Linked DNA regions of Mus musculus: region 2 is linked to region 1. Evidence: chromatin contacts called from public HiChIP or PLAC-seq data. All regions are on one chromosome and are shown on one strand. The core of a region is the stretch at or near the end of the contact, and the rest is flanking DNA. Distances in the headings are between cores, read along the strand shown.

Region 1 (3,841 bases), core at 719-3,218:
TGTAATGGAATCCAATGCCCTCTTCTGGGGTGTCTGAAGACAGCTACAGTGCACTCATCATATACATAAAATACATAGATAAAATCTTTAAAAATTATATCTAAATATCAGAAGCAAGCATGATAATGTTTCCACAATACAGATAGGTTATATTTTGAAGAAACGAAAATTATAATCCTTGAATAATACAGGGTACAAATCATTTAAAAGGTAGGTAATAAAGTCAGATCAAGATTTATATCTGCTGCAGCATGGACTGTGAGACCATGAGTTATTATTACCTTTTTTGAGTTTTACTTTACTCATTTTAAACATTTTAGGACAAAACTTATTCGGCCATTCAATGGTTTAATACAAATCAGCTACCTAAATTTCAATAAATGTTATCAGAAATGACCATACATCTCTCTCTCTTTTTTTTTTTTACATATCCAGTATGCTTACATACAGACTGATAGCTACAACCCCAAAATTTCAGTACATTTTATTCTACACAATAGTAAAAACCTATTCTACAATGTATCATAGTTTTCTAACTTATATTTATATAAAGTTTATATAAAAACAGAAAAATCCTTTAGTAGATGAAGGGATTTCTGACCACTTATTCTTCAATAATATTACCTCATATTCCCATTTTGACATCTTTTCTTTCCCACGATACTGCATTGTGTACAGAGAAAATGATTGAGGTGAATGTACGCATACAAAGAAGTTCAGTGGGAGATATTAAAAAGGCTCAAATTTGTAGACTTGACATAATTTTGCAAAACCTGTAAGGTTGTGTACAGGGAAGAACAACAAAATAGCTGTTATTTCATGTGATTGGTCAGATATGCCAAGTTACAAACCCCAATATGCTTTGGTAACAGCCACCAGTCTCCCACTCAAACTGGTCTTGTTCAGTGTGTAACTGCAAATGAATTGATAGACTGGAGTCTCAAGGCAGCTATGGATTTCTTCTGTCTTGAGGCTGCCAAGCCCTTAAATTCTGTACGCTCACATTTGTGTCGTGTTGTTCCTCTGAAAAGTTCTTTGCCATCTGACAGCAGATATCTTATGTGTTTCTCACGTCCCTTCCAGATGTTTAGATGGGCTTTAATATAAGACAGAGCTCTACAGAAGTCCTGGTCTTCACTTCATGAATTGGACTTTCCTCACCTGGAGAATATAGGGATGTCTTCCTTTCTAGGACCTCTTCTTTGCCCTTATCCTGGACCCCATCATCTCAGGCTTCTGAGGTCCCTGAGGAGTTAGTATATAATAATGCATCCTGCCATTCACTTGTAACCTCTATATTCCCATCAGTATGTCACTGAAGACTCAGGAGCTTCCTTTTGAAGATTTCCCTACCACTATCTTGCCTCGAATTGGGGTCAAGGAGTATGAATTAGCAAGATACCTTCAGGGCTCCAAGTTTAGTCGCTCAGGAGCTTCAAGTTCAGAGGCCAAAAAAGGAACAAGAACAGAGTAAGGCTGGACTAATTTAAAACGCAATCTGCAGAGGGGCTTTCACAGAAATCGCAGAAAGAAACCACAGAGGTCACGTTGAAAGGCCTCTATGCCTAGTCCAGTTCAAAGACCAACCTTAGTCGAAGTGTCCTCTGATAATACCAAGTGCACATTTATTTCTTACCACGCGTCAAGCTCAATGCTCCTTTTGATCCCTTGCTTGACTACATTTTAGGTTTTGATTTTAAGGCTAGTTGGGAGCTGCTGTGAGACTGGTAGAAAGAAAAAAAACAAAACAAAAACAAAACTTGTGTTAGCTACTGAGCTAACTGGAGCTCAGCCCTCTAGGAATCTCCCCAGAGTTTCCACACAGCCTTCCTCCGCGCCCATCCCCTCTGCTTCTTCCCAACCCCCACTCAGACTGGCCTGTGCTACCCAGCACCCCACGGCCAACAGCCCCTCCCACTCTCTCCGCCTCTCAACCTCAGGTCTCTTAGCTTACTCTCTAGCCCCACACTGACTTCACCACCTCCCAGACGGCAGCACTTCCCGCCCTCGGCCAAGTCCCAGGCACTGCCACCACACTCAACGCAGTGCTTACTGCTCCTTCCAAGCTCACAGTCCTTGCAGAGCCACGCTGCCACCTTCGCCTCTTTGGCCACCAAAGCACCCAGGACGCTCGGTGCCCTAGGGATCACTCAGTCACCTGGTCCCTGGGGCCCAGTGTCACCCCCCGCTGATTCGGAGACACAGCCACCCCCACCGCCACCACGGCCACCACGGGTGCCACGCGCCGCCGCAGCCGCGCCGCCGCCGCCTCTGCAACCCGCCCGCCGCCCACCATGGCCCCACAGCAAACAGGTAGCAGGAAGCGGAAAGCCTCGGAGGTCGAGCAGGGCGCTGGGACTTCTTCGTTGCCTGGGAGGGCGGCTGCGGCGGCGGGAACGGGCCAAGCGGATGGGCCATTGCTGCTGGCCAAGAGGCCGCGGCGGCCCGTGGCTCGCCGCTCCTTGGTGCACTACTTGAAGGGCCGTGCTCTGGGCGCTGATGGCCACCCGGGGGTAGCGGGCTTCGAGGGCGATCTGCGCAGCTATGGGGTCCTCAGGCTGCCCGAGCTGCTGAGGGAGCGCCAGCTGACCCTAGGCCCCCTCAATAAGGTGTTCGCATCGCAGTGGCTCAATGCCAGGCAGGTAGTGTGTGGCACCAAGTGTAACACGCTCTTCGTGGTTGATGTCCAGACTGGCCGGATCACTCGCATTCCCCTGATGCGAGACAGAGGGCCAGGACAAACCCGTGCCCAACCCACCTGTGGCATCCACGCCATCCAGCTGAATCCCTCAAAGACCCTCCTAGCTACAGGAGGTGAAAACCCTAACAGTCTAGCAGTCTATCAGCTACCCACCCTAGACCCTGTGTGCTTAGGTGACCGCCAAGGCCACAGGGACTGGATCTTTGCCATCGCCTGGATGAGTGATACCGTGGCTGTGAGTGGCTCCCGTGATGGCACCGTGGCACTCTGGCGGGTGGATTCCGACATGTTCAATGGCAGCATTCCCTGGCACAATAATTCAGGAATTCCACGGTATTCACACATTCGTCCAAGGGACATGGAAGCCATTCCAAGGGCAACTACTAACCCAGGTAACCGCAAAGTGCGAGCCCTTGCATTCAGTGGCAGAAACCAGGAGCTGGGAGCTGTGTCCCTGGATGGCTACTTCCACCTGTGGAAAGCCCGGAGCTCCCTGTCCAGGCTGTTGTCCCTGAGGCTGCCTTACTGCAGGGAGAATGTGTGTCTTACCTACTGTGATGAGTTGTCCCTCTACGCAGTGGGTTCTCAGTCTCACGTTTCATTCCTGGATCCAAGACAACGCCAGCAGAACATCAAACCTTTGTGTTCCCGAGAGGGAGGCACAGGTGTGCGTTCTCTGAGTTTCTACCAGCACATCATCACTGTGGGCACTGGACATGGCTCTCTGCTCTTCTATGACATTCGTGCCCAGAAGTTCCTAGAGGAAAGGGCCTCAGCCAGTCCAGACTCTTTTCTTGGGCGCACAGGGAGGAAGCTCAAACTCACGTGTGGCAGAGGCTGGCTCAACCAAGATGAACTCTGGGTAAACTACTTTGGAGGTACTGAGGAATTCCCCAACGCACTCTACACTCACTGCTACAACTGGCCTGAGATGAAGCTCTTTGTGGGTGGAGGCCCACTCCCTTCAGGCCTCCATGGCAACTATGCAGGCCTCTGGAGCTAAAGTCACTGTGCTCTTGGGAAAGTGTATAGATTTATCTTTTAAGTTCAAACTTACATTCTTTGCATATGTGCTTTTGTGTAATATAGGTATGTGCATGCCTGATTGTGTGTGTGTGTGAGTGATTTATTTTCAAAGTG
Region 2 (3,634 bases), core at 1,013-3,512, 420 kb before region 1:
CATGTAAAAGGCTACCACTTTACTATCTGTACTATACCACACCCCACAGAATGGAAGTCGGAAGACATCTTATTTTCTCTGAACCCTACCTGGGAAGAGTCCTCGCACAATTTTTTGTTTTTCTTCCAAGCCAAGTGGTGTGGTGTTCAACCTGAAAATATCTGCGGGCAGAAAGTCAATTATCTAAAATTTAAAGCATTCCATCTTCTATCTATGAGATTTTATTAGACACTTGGAGTTTACCTGTCCTTAAGAAAAAGACAGATGTGCTCCATATTTCTTCTTGTTTTATGTGTATATTCCCATTGTTTGTTCTCCTAGATGATCACAGGAAGATCTATAATAGTCCTTTTTAGTATGGTTAGCTGCTGCTCTGCAAGGGCACTAGCAATGGCTGCAGAGTAAGCCCGAGAGTCCATAATAGCTTCTGAAAATGCTTCTGCTCCTGGCAAACATCTCATACCTAGACCACTATACTCCTGTTTGTCACGCCTTTCACAGTATCCACCTGGAAAGCTTCCATTTTAGGAGCAACACTGAGATACACTGCAGAGTACCATCGCCTAAATGTAAAACATCCTGCTTCCAGGTGAGTGAAAGGAACATCCATGGGCTTTTCTGAAAGAATGTTCCAAGTCACCTGAATCAAAATATTTAGGGTTCTATTCAAGGTGGGGTGCCAACTTGGGAAATCGCTGCTGTGAGCTTGATGAACACAAAATGCCATGAGTTAGTTACTCATATACAAACATTGTATCTGTGGACATAGTTCTATTCTTTGTGAAATGCTTATTCATCCTAATCCTACCAGTGGAAATAAAATTGAGTCTCTGAGCCTCCTCCATAAGACACTTACCTATACTTTTCTCCTTAAACACACCAACTGATTTCACCATTTCTTCTGCCATAAAATGGATAATAGGGGAGAGGGTCAGAACTCTATTTCTGGAGAGTGTTGGGGAGTACAAATATAAGAAAGCTTGACTTGGATGATGGGAAAGAAAGACTCAGACCTTGTACTTGGAATTTATACGAAGTGAAGGTTCAAAAAAGGTACTAGAAATAAAATCAGCAGAATGGGATGGTGTGCTTATGGAGAAAACACCATGAAAGTATTCTTACAGTACAGTCAGGAAAAAAAAAAATGAATTCATGCCCTGCCCAGTACTTGAACAAACTACTTTCTGTGGAGGAGGATTATGATATATTTAGATTCAGTATCAGGCACTAGCCTCTATGTAACGCTAATTAAAGTCAGTGTTACTTAGCGACCAAGTATAGGTCTGTCATGATATGTGATATCTTGAAGCTTAAAAAAACTAATACCAAAACAAAAATACAACAAAAAGTTTCATTGCTTTTAGAAAATTCTCTTTATCTTTCATTCTTTGCATTAAAACTTCTGGTTATCCTTTATATTACTATCCCAAGGACTCAGAGGGCTCTGTCTAAGGTCATGGGCCTCTAGGACTGACAATGGGAACTTTCACCCCCAGCTCCTCACTTGTAGTGTTCTAGAGCATTACCTTAATTTTCTGAGCTAAAAGCGATCTCCAAAACGCCCAGCTTCACTTCCTCCTGATCTACCAGCAAGTCCTGGGCATAATCATGGGCAGATAGAATCTGAGGCCCAGTGATCTGTCATTTGATATTGTCTCTTCAAATGATTCTGTTGCAACAGCACAGAACATTTAATTTGAGGACAACATAAAGAAAAGAAAAAAAAATCATTGAAAATAGATTACCATGAGCAGCCGAATGACTGTTCAAAAGAAAATTGTTATTTTCAAACAATTTAATTTTCTGCCAAGTTATCTTAGTGAAGAGTCTTCCTGAGTTACAACAAGCAAACTTTTGTTTTCTTCCCCGAGAATAATGAAAAAGGTGCTGACTGCCTCCTCCCAAGATTGACTATGTTGGGTTTCAGACTTAGTAGGAGTAAGAAGAGTATTTGACTGCTGTGGTGGGGGTGGCTGAGTTTGACTTGTTGGATCCTGGGGGCATGCTGGACCACTAACTAGAGAGTAATGAATCCCTGCCTTTCCAAGATCCTTTTGTGCTTTGGTATCTCTGTTATACCTTGTAGGCATTACTACTGCCTACCGCCCCCTTCTGGCTGGGCATGAGATCACTACTCTTGCCATGATCTTCAAGCCATAAAGCTCACCCTTGCACACCTCCCATCACGTCTGTCATTTAAAGTCAGCCCGTCCCGCCCCCTCTTCCAACACCACCCTCAGAGCCGCCTCCCACCCGCCCCTAGTCTTTATCTCCAACGGACTCGTCGCTCAAGGCCCAGAAGTCCACACTCCTGAGCTGGTTGGCAGCAGAGTCTCCACTCTCTCTCTAGCCGCACCTTCGGCCTCAGCGCCGATCCTCCCGAGCTCGCTCGGCTCTTTCCGCCCGACCTCGCGTTGTTCGCCGGGTCACGCCGCCACCACCTCCTTTGCCGCCAAGGCTCTCCGGACTCGGTAGGCTCCCCGCTGATCGGTTGATCGCTCTCTCACTAGCTCCTTAGCCTCCAGCTCCCGGTGATATCATGCGTCAGGCCGACTCCCAGACGCAGCCCTCTCCCGCAGAGCAGGAGACGCCGCAGCCTGCAGGGCCCTCCAACCGCTCGCCGCCCACCATGGGCCCGCAGCAAACAGGTAGCAGGAAGCGGAAAGCCGCCGAGGTCGATCAGGGCGCCGGGACTTCTTCATCGCCAGGCCCCGCAGCGCCGATGGCGACAGCTGGGGAGGGCAACGCAGAGGGGTCCATGCTGCTGACCAAGAGGCCGCGGCGGCCCGTAGCTCACCTCTCCATGGTGAACTACCTGAAGGGCCGAGCGCTGGGCGCAGATGGCCACCCGGGGCTCGCTGGCTTCGAGGGAGATCTGCGCAGTTACGGGGTCCTCAGGCTACCCGAGCTGCTGAGGGAGCGCCAGCTGACCCTAGGCCCCCTCAATAAGGTGTTCGCATCGCAGTGGCTCAATGCCAGGCAGGTGGTGTGTGGCACTAAGTGCAACACACTCTTCGTGGTTGATGTCAAGACCGACCACATCATGCGCATTCCTCTGATGCGCGACAGGGTACCCGACCTGTCTCGTGGCCCGCCCTCCTGTGGCATTCATGCTGTGGAGCTGAATCCCTCCAAGACCCTCTTGGCAACTGGAGGTGAAAACCCCAATAGCCTGGCAGTCTACCAGTTGCCCACTCTGGATCCGGTGTGCCTAGGAGATTGCCAAGGCCACAGGGACTGGATCTTTGCCATTGCATGGATGAGTGACACCGTGGCTGTGAGTGGCTCCCGCGACGGCACCGTGGCACTTTGGAAGGTGGATCCTGACATGTTCAATGGCAGCATTGCTTGGCACAAGGATGCAGGACTACCTGTGTATGCTCACATCAGTCCTACAGATATGGAGGCCATCCCCAAAGCCACTACCAATCCAGGTAACCGCAAAGTGAGAGCACTTGCCTTCAGCAACAAAAACCAGGAGCTGGGAGCTGTGTCCTTGGATGGCTACTTCCACCTGTGGAAAGCCCGAAGCTCCCTGTCTAGGCTGCTATCCCTGAGGCTGCCCTATTGCCGTGAGAACGTGTGTCTCACCTACTGTGATGAGTTTTCCCTCTACGCAGTGGGTTCTCAGTCT

What was found. HiChIP or PLAC-seq counts read pairs in DNA pulled down with a chosen protein or histone mark.
Region 2: a contact with region 1 is called in an H3K4me3 HiChIP or PLAC-seq map of stem cell-derived neural progenitor cells, with 8 times the contacts expected there. The contact joins the promoter of Dcaf12l1 here to the promoter of Dcaf12l2 in region 1. A contact is called at or near these places in 2 of 39 promoter capture datasets (hippocampal neurons and neural stem cells) and 1 of 115 datasets of contacts at active chromatin or transcription factors (stem cell-derived neural progenitor cells).

Annotation. Positions count from the first base shown.
Region 1 is chrX:44,366,464-44,370,304 of GRCm38.p6, reverse strand. It overlaps Dcaf12l2 (DDB1 and CUL4 associated factor 12-like 2), which reads left to right and starts at 1,968. Exons shown (of 1, transcript NM_175539.3): 1 at 1,968-3,841. The coding sequence starts at 2,295. The coding sequence ends at 3,704.
Region 2 is chrX:44,788,825-44,792,458 of GRCm38.p6, reverse strand. It overlaps Dcaf12l1 (DDB1 and CUL4 associated factor 12-like 1), which reads left to right and starts at 2,262. Exons shown (of 2, transcript NM_178739.6): 1 at 2,262-3,634. The coding sequence starts at 2,540.